2 separate regions of the Mus musculus genome follow, and region 2 is linked to region 1. A link is a contact called in public promoter capture Hi-C data. All regions are on one chromosome and are shown on one strand. Each heading gives the region's core, a stretch centred on a gene start, on an enhancer-like site or on the middle of the called end of the contact. The rest is flanking DNA. Distances are from core to core; before and after follow the strand shown.

Region 1 (5,405 bases), core at 2,212-4,711:
GATCAGACATTCACTGGATGTATTGCAGTATGATCAGACATTCACTGGATGTATTGCAGTATTGATCACGGTATCAATGGCTACAGAAAAAGCAAGGTGAATCCTTCTCTGTGCATTTAGAACATCTTTGTACATGCATCTTAAAGAGGAAGTATAAGAATTTTATTTCAAAGACACATAGACTCAGATTCCAAGTTGGAGGCCATGGAGTCTGCTACCCTGATTCACTTACATGGGTGAACCCAACAGGTGTTCTATATCCACAGTTAGCTCAATTATGGAATGTTCTGGAAAAGCTGCGTCAACTCCAGGAGACATATACGAGGAAGTGATATCTAACAATATCACCCCAGGGACCAAGAGAGGAATATGCAATGTAAACAATTTCATCCTCCAGCCGTCCAGTCCAGTTCAAGTTCACTGAGATCAGAATATTTTAAATATTTTGTGACACAGGGTCTCAGGAACTTCAGGGTAGCCGCAGGCTTGCTATGCAGCTGAGGGTGACCTTGAACTCCCCAGTCTCGTGCTTTCACCTCCTAAGTGCTGGGATTACAGTCTTGCACCACAGGCCTGGTTTACGTGGTTGCTGGGTGTGCATCACGAAGGCTCTCCTCGGCCTGCTGATGTGTGCTCTGGGGGTTTGTATTCTTCCCAGGATGGACATGATAAAGATTCTCCTACGTTGAAACCCTTAGCAGGTCCATAGATCCTGCGGGATTGATTTCATGTTCCCGGCTCCTTTACCTGAATTTTGTTCATTATTACAAGCACTAACAAACCATTTGCTCTATCTCTACTATTTTTGAAATGTGTTTTATTTTATTGGTTAGAGTGGTGTGTGTAGGCCACATGTCACATGGCACACATGCACATGGAGGTCAAAGGACAACGCTTAGCCTTTGGTTCTCTCACCCCACCTTTGAGTGTGTTCTAGGGCTACACATGCTTTTACTTGCTGAGTCATCCTGCCAGCTCTCTAGCTGTGTTATTTACATTTCCTGAAAATGGCCAAGATGTTTTCATCCCGTGGCTTCTGGTCATGTTGAAATGTCTCTCATTCATTCATTCATTCATTCATTCACTCACTCAGTCAAAAGACCACTCCTTAGAACCTATGTGTAGTACCCAGATCAGAAACCCAGACACTGCCTTGAGAGGATTCGCAGCCTTGAGAAATGGACTTCCCTTCTCTGCACGCTCCCACTCTGATCCTTCTTGTTTTCAACAATGCTCTCCTCATCCCTAGGGTTAAAGCAAGCCTAAAATGTACTCTTTGCCGATCAGTTTCCCGGTCTTGGAAGCTCCGTGAAGCCTTCCCATATCCTGTGGGCCCTGTCCTGTTTTAGGCACCATTGCTCTGCTTGTTTCGGTGTCACTCTGTCTAGACCAAAAGCTCTCTTAGAAGAGCAGCCAGAGCCTCAGTCAGCTCCATGTCCATAGAGCTTTGTCTGGCAGGTGCTCAGATGATGTCCCATGGAAGCGGCTTTCTACACACGGGTAGTGCTTAATAGGCTTGGTACCTGCCTCCCATCTTACGTGTCTCAAAAACCATCGAAGGCATTTAATTAAGTGTCTGTGTGACTACACGGCTAAGTTTGAATCATTCATGCTAAGGACCTCTCAGTTTGGGTCAGACTGCTCTGGAAGGACACAAGACAAATGGTCACAACATGGTGACTCAACTTTCACACAGGTAAAGCTCATAGTAGACACCTCTGACCTTTGCTTACCCTGTCCTCATGTCCTATGTGCATGCGCACTCTACAGACTTGCTACCTCAGTGGAAATGGCAAAGCATTCCTGGTTTTGCTGTTTATCTGACATCTGGTGAAGTTACTTGGCTGCCTCTTCAGTGGGCTTTCAATGTTTCCATTCAGTAAGAAGTGAAAACTCTCCTGCAAGTCAACCGGTTCCTGTTAGTCCGAGCTCTGGCGGTAGCTCTGGGTGGATGCATGATACTTAGCGAGGACTTACTCAAGCATGGGGACTAGCTGGTCGCTCTCAGCTCACCAGTCCATCCTCACTACCACTCCATCCTTACAGAAAAATCATGAAACCATTTCCCTTCCTGTCTCTTACTCCTAGAATCCATCTGGCTTTTGCAGAGTCTTCTCTTGGCATCCTCGGATGACCCCCACATGCACGGCATTGGGTTGTTTCTCTGTTCTGACGCTAAGAGAGAGAAGCTAACTCTGCACGTGGGTGGGCCTTACCTCTGGAGCTATGTAGTCAGGAGTCCCACAGAAGGTGGTAGTTGTCACACCATTCATAATCCCTTCCTTGCACATCCCAAAGTCAGCCAGCTTGCAGTGGCCTTCTGCATCTAGAAGGATGTTGTCCAGTTTCAAATCCCTGCAACACAGGTCAAGGCCACATGGTTAGCCTCATACACACCACAGGGCCTTTCTTGAGTTAGAGAGAAAGAAGCACATACCCTAGGGACATCTCCAGTCAAGGCAATCTTGGAGTAGGTTTTGACCTGCCTCATTAACCTCAGGCTAGGGCCATTTCCCAGCTGGACAACCTTCAACAGCATTTACAATACCTCAGCAAAAGACAGGATCCTGCACAGAATCGGGGCCATATTAGGGTTAGAACTCATATTTAGATCCTTCTGTGAGAAAGGAGGTCTCCTCTGACCTCCATCCTTCACAAGTTAACTAGCTCAGGGGATTCAGGGTCACATATATATAGCATCACTGAATCAGGAAAAAAAATCCACAAGAGTTTGAGCTGCTGAGTTTGAGAGGGGGGAGATGACGGATGGTTGGTGTAGCCAACATCTGTTGATGTATGGCCAACAGCAGTGGCTCTCAGGGTTCGGTGAAAGCTAGCATTTGGACAGACCGTGAAGAGAGCAATCAAAGGAGATGGAAGGTAGAGGCAAAGGGAAAGAGGCCAGAGAACGGGGTTCCTGACCATAGTGAGACAAGACAGCTGTGTCTTTGAGGGACAACTTCAAAGAGTCTGAGATGCTGGAAAGAGGGATTTGAAATCCATACCAAGGGAGGCTGAGCCCTGCCTGCAGGAGCATGGTGCCTGAGCAAGGTCAATCTGGGTGTAACAGGTAAGAGAAATAATCTAGATCCAGATGTTTCTGTATAGGAGAGGTGAGAGTCACAGGAGCGGGCCAGCCTCAATCAAGGTGGTTTCTTTGAGGCCCATTTTAACACACCAGAGTTCTAAGATTTCTTACCTAGAAACCAGGTTGGTAGAAAATAATTTTTCCACCACCCCTGCAAACCCCAGGCCTGGCTCTGTAGAGGAATCTAGACTATGTGGTTGGAGTAACCATTCACATTGTGTCTCCCTCAGCAACTACTCTGGGCTATTGAGGTGAGCCTTGCAAAGAAGGCCTCTTCCCGTACAAGCAGAGGTCAGAAAGGGCCATGCTCATGTGCCTGCTGGCATCTCAACTTGAGAGCTCCAGGCATCCCATGGGACCCAGACTGGAGTGGAGGTGGGGCAGGAAGTGCTTCTGGACCTGCCTGCATTGTATCTGTGACCCTATTTCTGCTTACAGCTGGGATTCCTTGAGAAAGAAGCAATCACATAGAAAAGTGCTGCTCTAAGCAAATACTCCGGAGTTACAGAAGGCACAGTGAGCCCAAACAACTGGGCCACTGCAGCTAGCCACCGACCCCAGCCCTGGCAGCGAGAGGGGGCAAGGCTTGGCTCTGGCTGGGGTGGGAAAGCTGGGCTGAATGCTGGGCTGGGATCCAGGCTGTCAGGGTTTCATCACTGGCTGTGGCATAGCCCTGCTAAAAGTCACCTTGCTGGGCTGGTCCCCTGTCTGTCAGCTCGGGACCACACGCTATGTTTGTGGACTTGTTTGAAGGACCGATGTTTTGAAGTGTGTGAAAGGTGAACATCTTCGGCCACATCCTTTGTGTTAAATTCTTCTCTGTAAGAAGCAGCTTCCTTTATATGGGTTGAGCAAGGGTAATAGTAGTATGTCATGAGTCTAAAGACCCCCCCGAGTCCGCACAAGCCTGGTTCTGATCTGACTCAGGTTCCAGGTGGAGTAGTTTTGGCTCCAGCAGGCACCACCCCTCCTTCTCATAGGCTTCTGGCCAGTTAGGGACAGCCTCTCGTTTCTTCCTGCCTCCTGTTCTTCTTTCTCTAGTCCACTCCTCCCTGGCCTCTTTGCTTCCTGCCCTCTCTTCTCCCTGGGGAAGAAGCTGACCCAGCTGCTGTTGGATATGAGCAAGTCCTATGAGTGCCCTTGGCTATGACCTGGGTTGGCCTTAGCCAAAACACTCCTTCCCACCCTGTAGCCAGTGATGTACGGAGTTCTACCTCTGGCTACTTCCTCCCGTTCCCACTCTGATATCTGAATCTTTGAAAACTCTTAACTTTGCACACAAAACCAAACACAGGAAGGGTGAGTGACTGCTTTCTTTGGGGACAGAAGGTTTAGACAATCAATCCCTGGGAACCAGCCTGGGCTGCCATTAGAAGGCCATTTCTCTGGAGATTTTCAGTCTCACCACAAAGTGTCCATCCCTCTGGGGCAAGCTTGTCTAGTGCAGGGTTGTCAGGAGAAGCTCTGTGTGTGTGTGTGTGTGTGTGTGTGTGTGTGTGTGTGTGTATGTGTGTTGTGTGTGTGGTATGTGTGTGTGTGTTTATGTGTGTTTATGGGGAGGAAGCACTGAAGGACAGTGCTGTCCACACCCCCCTCCCCCGTTTCTTTCCTTCTCCTGTCCAGCAATGACTCCCTCAGACTTGTGGCTTTCCACTTCCCCAGGAGTTTCTCACCTGCAGCTTTTAGTGATATTTCGATGAACCACTAGGAGTCTGTAGGCCTCTGGGAGGGAGGAGGGCTGGGAGGTCCAGACTTGGCCCAGCTTTGCCTTCTCAGAGGTCCAGCTTTGGGGCAGGGGAGGGGTGGGGGAGGCAGGGGTGAGTCTTTCTACCTGGAGAACTCCCAGGTACTCAGTACCCAGCTCAACACAGAACAAGTATTTAGCTATCCTGACCAACAGTTTTTCAGAAAGACAACTGCCCAGGTACCAACCTCATCTTCTTCGTCCTCAAACACGTGCGCATATCCATAATCTGGGACTTTTTTTATGTTTCAAGAATAAGGCCTTTAGTTGTCCCCCTTTCCTTATAGATGATCCTTATAGATGAACCAATGTGATAACCTTTATTTGATTTATTGCCAATGCCATCCATGTTTAGCCTTTTCAGTGGGTCACCAAGCTGTCCTCCTTAGAGGCTAACTTCCTAACCTTCCATTGGCAACAGGTGACACTTTGCCATGGCATGCTATGCTGCCAAGCTTCGGTGTGTGCCAGGTTTAAACAGTGTCTCAGAACATCCTTGCACCTCTGTAGAAGTTTTTCAGCATTTGTTTTCATTATGCTTAAGGTGCTGCAGTCGGGGTGTGTAGGGGTGTG
Region 2 (5,597 bases), core at 2,507-5,006, 200 kb before region 1:
TGAAGGGGACTACTATTTACAAGCTGTGTGAAGCAGCTCAGCTCATCAACCTCTCTGAACCTTCGTCTCCCTCTAAGGAGAGGCTTGGATCACTTCCTAGATCAGTGGTCCTTAACTTTCCTGATGCTGCAGCCCTCCAGTTCCTCATGCTGTGCTGACCCCCAACCTCAAAACAGTAATTTGGCTACAGTTATGAATTATAAAGTGAATTTCTGTGTTTTCTGATGATCTAGGTGACCCTGTGAAAGGCTTGTTCGATTTCTCCCGTCAAATAGAGGGATTTGTGTACCACGGGTTGTGAGCTACTTGTCCTGTGTGTCTTGATGTGCAAACTGGATAGAGGCTGTGGCCAGCAGGGCTCTGTGGTTGAAGCCTTTGGTTTGCAGAGACCTGCCTAGGTTCTTGCTGTGATTTCAAGAGTCACGACGTGGATAAGGGTGGAAGACAGATGCTAAGAGCCGGTAGTCAGCTCTAGTGTCTCTCGGAGTATCTGAGCCATCCTTAGGGGCACTGTAACACCCAAGGGAGGCAGTACTTCTCAGGGGGTCTGTCCAGTCATCTGGCAGCAGAGCTTGAGGGGCCCATGAGCCCTGTGTGCTCTCCTGGAGGGTGGGGGCTCACCGTGGAGCAGCTACTGCTGCTTGAAGCACTGGGTGTAGTGTTCCCTGGGGTGTCTGCCTGGGGCACAGTGAAGGCTGGCAGGCTCCCGGACTCGCTCTGGGCACTGTGGCTCCTCAGCCCCGAGACCCATGGCTGGCCCGGGGGAAGGATGGCCTTGCCATAGGCTGAGGGTTCATCGAAGTTCTGGCTTCCTGTAAAGACAAGGCTTGCTTGAGGAGCATTCGTGAGATCTGGGCTCACCCCAGGGTGGATAAGCCCAGAAAGTTCACAAAAGGTCCTAAAAGAGGGCCTGAAGTTGACACCCTCAGTACTGTGGAGCCTAGATAGGACCAGAACTATGATTCAATCTGGGGACTTCCTATAAAGAGAGCAATCTCCAGCAGCATTTGGCATTCAGAGACCGAGCTTACTAGATAGAAGCAGTTGTTTCCTGCAGAGCCTTCCAGAACAGAGCTGAGGAAGTTATCAGAGGAGAATTGGGCCATTTGCCTCAGTACCAACATGGAGCTGGGGGGTTACAAGGTTATCTCGTGCAAGAGGGCTCATTGCCCTTTCTGGTTCTCTGAGGTGTCCATTTTCCTGTGGCCTCTCAGATGCACATTATCAAAGGGGGATTTGATTGCAAAGGGGAGCAGTCAGAGCTGGGCTGGAGAGGGTGCAGACCGGAAGAGGCCTCTCCCTGGACAGTTCCGGGTGTCAGAGGAGAGCTCAGGACCAAAAGGACTTCTCTTCCAGGAAGATGGGCAGACATTCTAACGCAGGCAGCCACCGAGGGCTTCATCCTCGCCCTCAGTCTCCTCTCGGCTACTGGTTCTGGCGCTGTTCTGACTCAGCCTTTCGCTTAAGTTAGAGGACACTCCCTGAGACACACGCCTCAACTCAGACTCTCAAGCCAGGTAGAGGATGGGCCCCTCGAGAGGGAGCCCTCTCCTTGCCTACCTCTTTACCCTTCATGAGGACTTATAACTCAGTGGCCATGAGTCTGTGCTTCTTCTCTACCTAGCAGAACCTGACCACGCACAGTGATCAGCAAGGCCCGAGTGCATCTGTGGTTTAGGGAAGCTGTGGCCAGGGAGGCTTGTCATAACAAGAACTGTCCGCCAGTCCATGAGGGTTCTGTGGGTTCAACCAGGGCTAGGAAGTACGCACCGAAATCGAGAGAAATAATGGCATCTCCTGGGGTGGGGGCCAACTGGGCCAGTTCCTCGGGCTCCTCCTTCAGTTTGGTGAACAGGTAGTTGCTCTTCTCAGTTACAGCCACATCGTCACTGCTGTCAAAGATGCTGTTCATGGCCATCAGGTGTGGCTTGAACAGGGATTCGGTCTGGTCCATGGAGAACACCACGTCGTTCTTCTCGATCTCACTGATGGGAAGAGAGAGCGGCTCAGAGTATCTGCATCTTTTAGCAAAAGCCTTTGGCTCTCCCGCCCCAGACATGTCAGAAGCCTGGTAGATAAACCTCTCAGAGAAGTGTTAGGCAGAAACACAAACAATCCAATTCTGTGAGCCACAGAAGCAGAGACGGTGAGGTTAGCCTCAACCTGTGGGCTGTTCGCTCGCTCCCTGTGCTCAAGCTGTAGGCACACAAAAGTCCTGGATTCCTATGTTAGTTTCCTTCATATTATCAATGGCAGCCGCTCATAGTCTTTCCAGGGGTGGAGGGGAGAGGGTATAACATCCACATCTTCCCAAAACAGCTTACCCAGGAGAGCACTGTCTCCCATTCACACAACATCAAGCATTACTCTATGCCATCTTCTCCCCCCTCAGCACAAGTCAGAGACATGATACCATAGCTGACAAATGAAAAAGAAACACGCTAGAGCTCTGTTCCTAAGACCTCAATATAGAGCCCTCCCAGTTAGAAGGATCCACACCACAGCCAGCATGTGGAGGTACTGCCCAGGGTCCCGAGAGGCTGGCTGCTCCCTCCTCGACTCACCTCAGCACATAGTTGACACACATGATACACTGAGGCTGCAGGTTGCGGGGGTTGTAGATGACCGTCCCCTGGGTCTCCAGCCACACATATCCTCCGTGTTTGGCTAGCATCCGGTACTGGCCAGATACCACCTGCCCCTTGGTGCACACTAGTGAAGAAAGGAGCCAGAGGTAAGAGAGGTGCAGGAGTGGTGTGCAGCACACACTCTAACCCCACAGGAAGTGTCACCTGCCCGGGGAGGGGGATGGACAGAGCTGCCAGATGGATGCCAAGGCCAGGAACAGTGAGAGGGTTGGGGGAGGGGGAGATCATTTCAGCCAACTCTTCGTTTCAAAAAATGGGAATAGGAGTTCTGAAGGAAAGCAGATGTTTGCCTGCCCAGTGCAGGAGTGACTCCCAGTCAACCAGGGAGCAGCACCCTACTGACTTCACCTCCTGAAGGTAGCAGACCACATCTGGAAGGTGGACCGCAGGGCTGCAGCCCCGTCCCATTCCCTGACTGTGGAGGACAGAACAGGGCTGGGCAAGTGCTCGTCCACGGAGCTCCAGCCCCAGTCCTTTCTGTTATTTTGATGCATTAGTCAGGTTGTCCTTGAACTCCCTCTGAAGTCTAGGCGGGCCTTAAACCATTCTTCTGCCTTAGCCCCCTGAATAACTGGGACTCAACTCAAGAGCTGTGTCACAAGACCCAGCTGAAGTTTGTTTTTTAAACTTTGTGTCCCTTGAACTTTCTGCTACCTTAGGAGCCAGATACAATTTGAGAGAAACTACTGCTCTATTTATCTGGAGTAGGGAAAGGCCTGTACTGTTAATTCAGGGCCTCAGCCACTGGAAGGTCTTTAAACTTGCCAACTGCCCCGTGAGACTGCCAGCTTAGAGTTTCTTTCCTCTCCTAGGCCATTCTAAGTAGTCAATTTCACAGTCTAAAAACACCAAGGGGTGTCCCACACACTAGTTTGTCTTCTTCCCCATTTCCAAATGCATTTTTATTTTTGTGAAAGAGCTCTCAAGGGCTCCTTTTCAGTCATGTCTGCTGATTTTAGAAATGTCTGTTAGCTTCTTAAACTGTCCACTGACTTTCACCCCCCCCCCCCTCCAAATGATTGTTCAGAGCTCCAGCCCAGAAGTGCCCAGGTCACAGAGAACTGAAGAGGAATGATGGGAGGCTCAGGAAGTCTTGCTGGCTTGGGGACTTTGGGTAAGTAACAATCCTGGTGTGGTTTCCTCTCATGTCCATCACTGTCATTTCTAACTGTCCAGAAGGCTACTGCTGTTTGCAGATCAAATGGACTTGCCTGCCTCATCGGCTACACAAACACTGTTTAGGAATTTCCTCTTCCACAAGCTATCAATGCCTAGTGCTTAGGTACTGTGCCAGTTATGTTACTAGGAATTGTTTACGGCAATTGTCCTGGGGTTCTAGGAGAGAACAGCTATGTTCCCTGTAGGCAGTCTCCTTGGATCTACCAGTCAGCTCGTGGGCCACCTCATCAGTCCTGCATGGTCTGATGAGGGATGGCCTTGTTCATAGTCACACCAGTCACAGTCCTTCTGCCTTGGCACATCTTACCCTCTTGGATATCTTAACACACAGCAGCGAGGAGCAGGAATGATGGAGAATTACATGTGCGCATTGCTCAGCAGAGCCACCGCTGCCTTGAGAGGTAAATTCAAGTCCCTGTGACAGTCATTACATAGTGCACCTGTGGAGTTCAGTGTCATGGCTGCCTTGCTTGGTGTGGGTTACCAGTGTGTGAAACTCCTGCTTCCCATCGACAGCGACTGCAGCCCTTGAAAGAGTCCTTTGGCTAAACATGATTGCCAGCTTGCACAGTCTCAGGCTTGAGAGTCTAGATTAGACACATTTTCCTCTCTACAACAAGCTTTATTGTATTTTAATTAATTTTAATTTTAATTAATTAATTTTAATTAATCCCATGGAGAGGTAACTATTTCACGCATATAGTACAGTGAGTTTTGACAAACGTAAACACCTAAGTAGCCATCACCACAGCAGAGGGACCAAAAACTTCATCTGAACCTGCCCCATGGCCCACGTGCCTAACTCCTCCTCCTAGTTCTGACTTCTGATTCCAGACGATCACCGATCTTTCCCCGGCACCGTCTCCTGTCCTTTCTAGACGTCTATGGGAGTAGACTTTCTTGAGTTTGGCTTCATTATCCTTGAGCATCGTGTTCCTGAGGTTGTGGGTGTTTCTGTGATTCGTGGGAGAGAAGTGTCTCCCTGGGTGTACCATGGCCAGTTTATTCCTTTGACCTGGATGTTTGAGTTTCCCGTTGTGAATAAAAGTGCAATAGACATCTGTATCCAAATCCACATCCAAAAGAACGTGGCTTTCTTTTTCATGGGGGTGTAACAAGGTAAGAAACTTCTAGATTATCTGCTGAAGACCATGTTTTTATTATCAGAAGTAGTCAGATTGTTTTGCCACTTTGATTGTCTTATCTTCATCTAATCTTTTAAATGGACTCCTGTGCAGGAGGGAGGAGAGACAGCACCCTCTAACACAAGGAAACGCAGCCTAGGAAGGCTGTGTTTGCTTCACTTTGCACAGAATAACAGTCATAGTGTTTAGATCATCGGTCTTTTGATTCCAGGGGCCATGGATCCTCTCTGACTACATTATGTTGAGCCAGAAAGAAGTGAGAAGAAAAAAAAAAAAAAAAACGGGCTAAGGCCATGTTGTTAACCATCATGGACTCCTTGGCCAGAGAAGGAACCTTTATCTTTTCTGCTGTCGCTTTCTGGGTGACATGGAGGCCACCTGGCTGCAGTGACGCAATTCTTGCATGACATCAAGCCTGGAATTAGCTCATTTACATAGTTCTTATTGCTTGCCACATTCAGTGTTCTTAGTCTTTTTCACGAAGAAGTTCGCTGAGCGGAGGTTTGAGCTGCACTTCTGTTAAGTGCAGGCGCGGGCCTGCTGTATCAGTCACCTCTAAGTCACACCACTCCCATTCCTCTCATTAATGCCAGCCTTGGTGAAGGGCCTGCCACTCCAGGAGAGA

Evidence for each region. Capture Hi-C pulls out chosen DNA fragments and counts their contacts.
Region 2: a contact with region 1 is called in a promoter capture Hi-C map of adipose tissue. The contact joins two enhancer-like sites. A contact is called at or near these places in 5 of 484 Hi-C or Micro-C datasets (Sertoli cells, liver, nephron progenitors and 1 more), 3 of 115 datasets of contacts at active chromatin or transcription factors (all in embryonic stem cells) and 2 of 9 other capture datasets (adipose tissue and liver).

What each region holds. Positions count from the first base shown.
Region 1 is chr17:86,616,842-86,622,246 of GRCm38.p6, reverse strand. It overlaps Prkce (protein kinase C, epsilon), which reads right to left. Exons shown (of 15, transcript NM_011104.3): 12 at 2,217-2,355. Among named protein-coding and RNA genes, the nearest start is that of Gm52297, 50 kb to the left of the region's middle. Within about 2 kb of position 3,461, at least 39 of the 459 cell types and tissues checked have an H3K27ac peak or open chromatin away from gene starts, as enhancers often do. A contact at or near this core is called in adipose tissue, where this site is marked.
Region 2 is chr17:86,820,795-86,826,391 of GRCm38.p6, reverse strand. It overlaps Epas1 (endothelial PAS domain protein 1), which reads right to left. Exons shown (of 16, transcript NM_010137.3): 8 at 2,565-2,712; 9 at 1,771-1,985; 10 at 622-812. Among named protein-coding and RNA genes, the nearest start is that of Epas1, 70 kb to the right of the region's middle. Within about 2 kb of position 3,756, at least 9 of the 459 cell types and tissues checked have an H3K27ac peak or open chromatin away from gene starts, as enhancers often do. A contact at or near this core is called in adipose tissue, where this site is marked.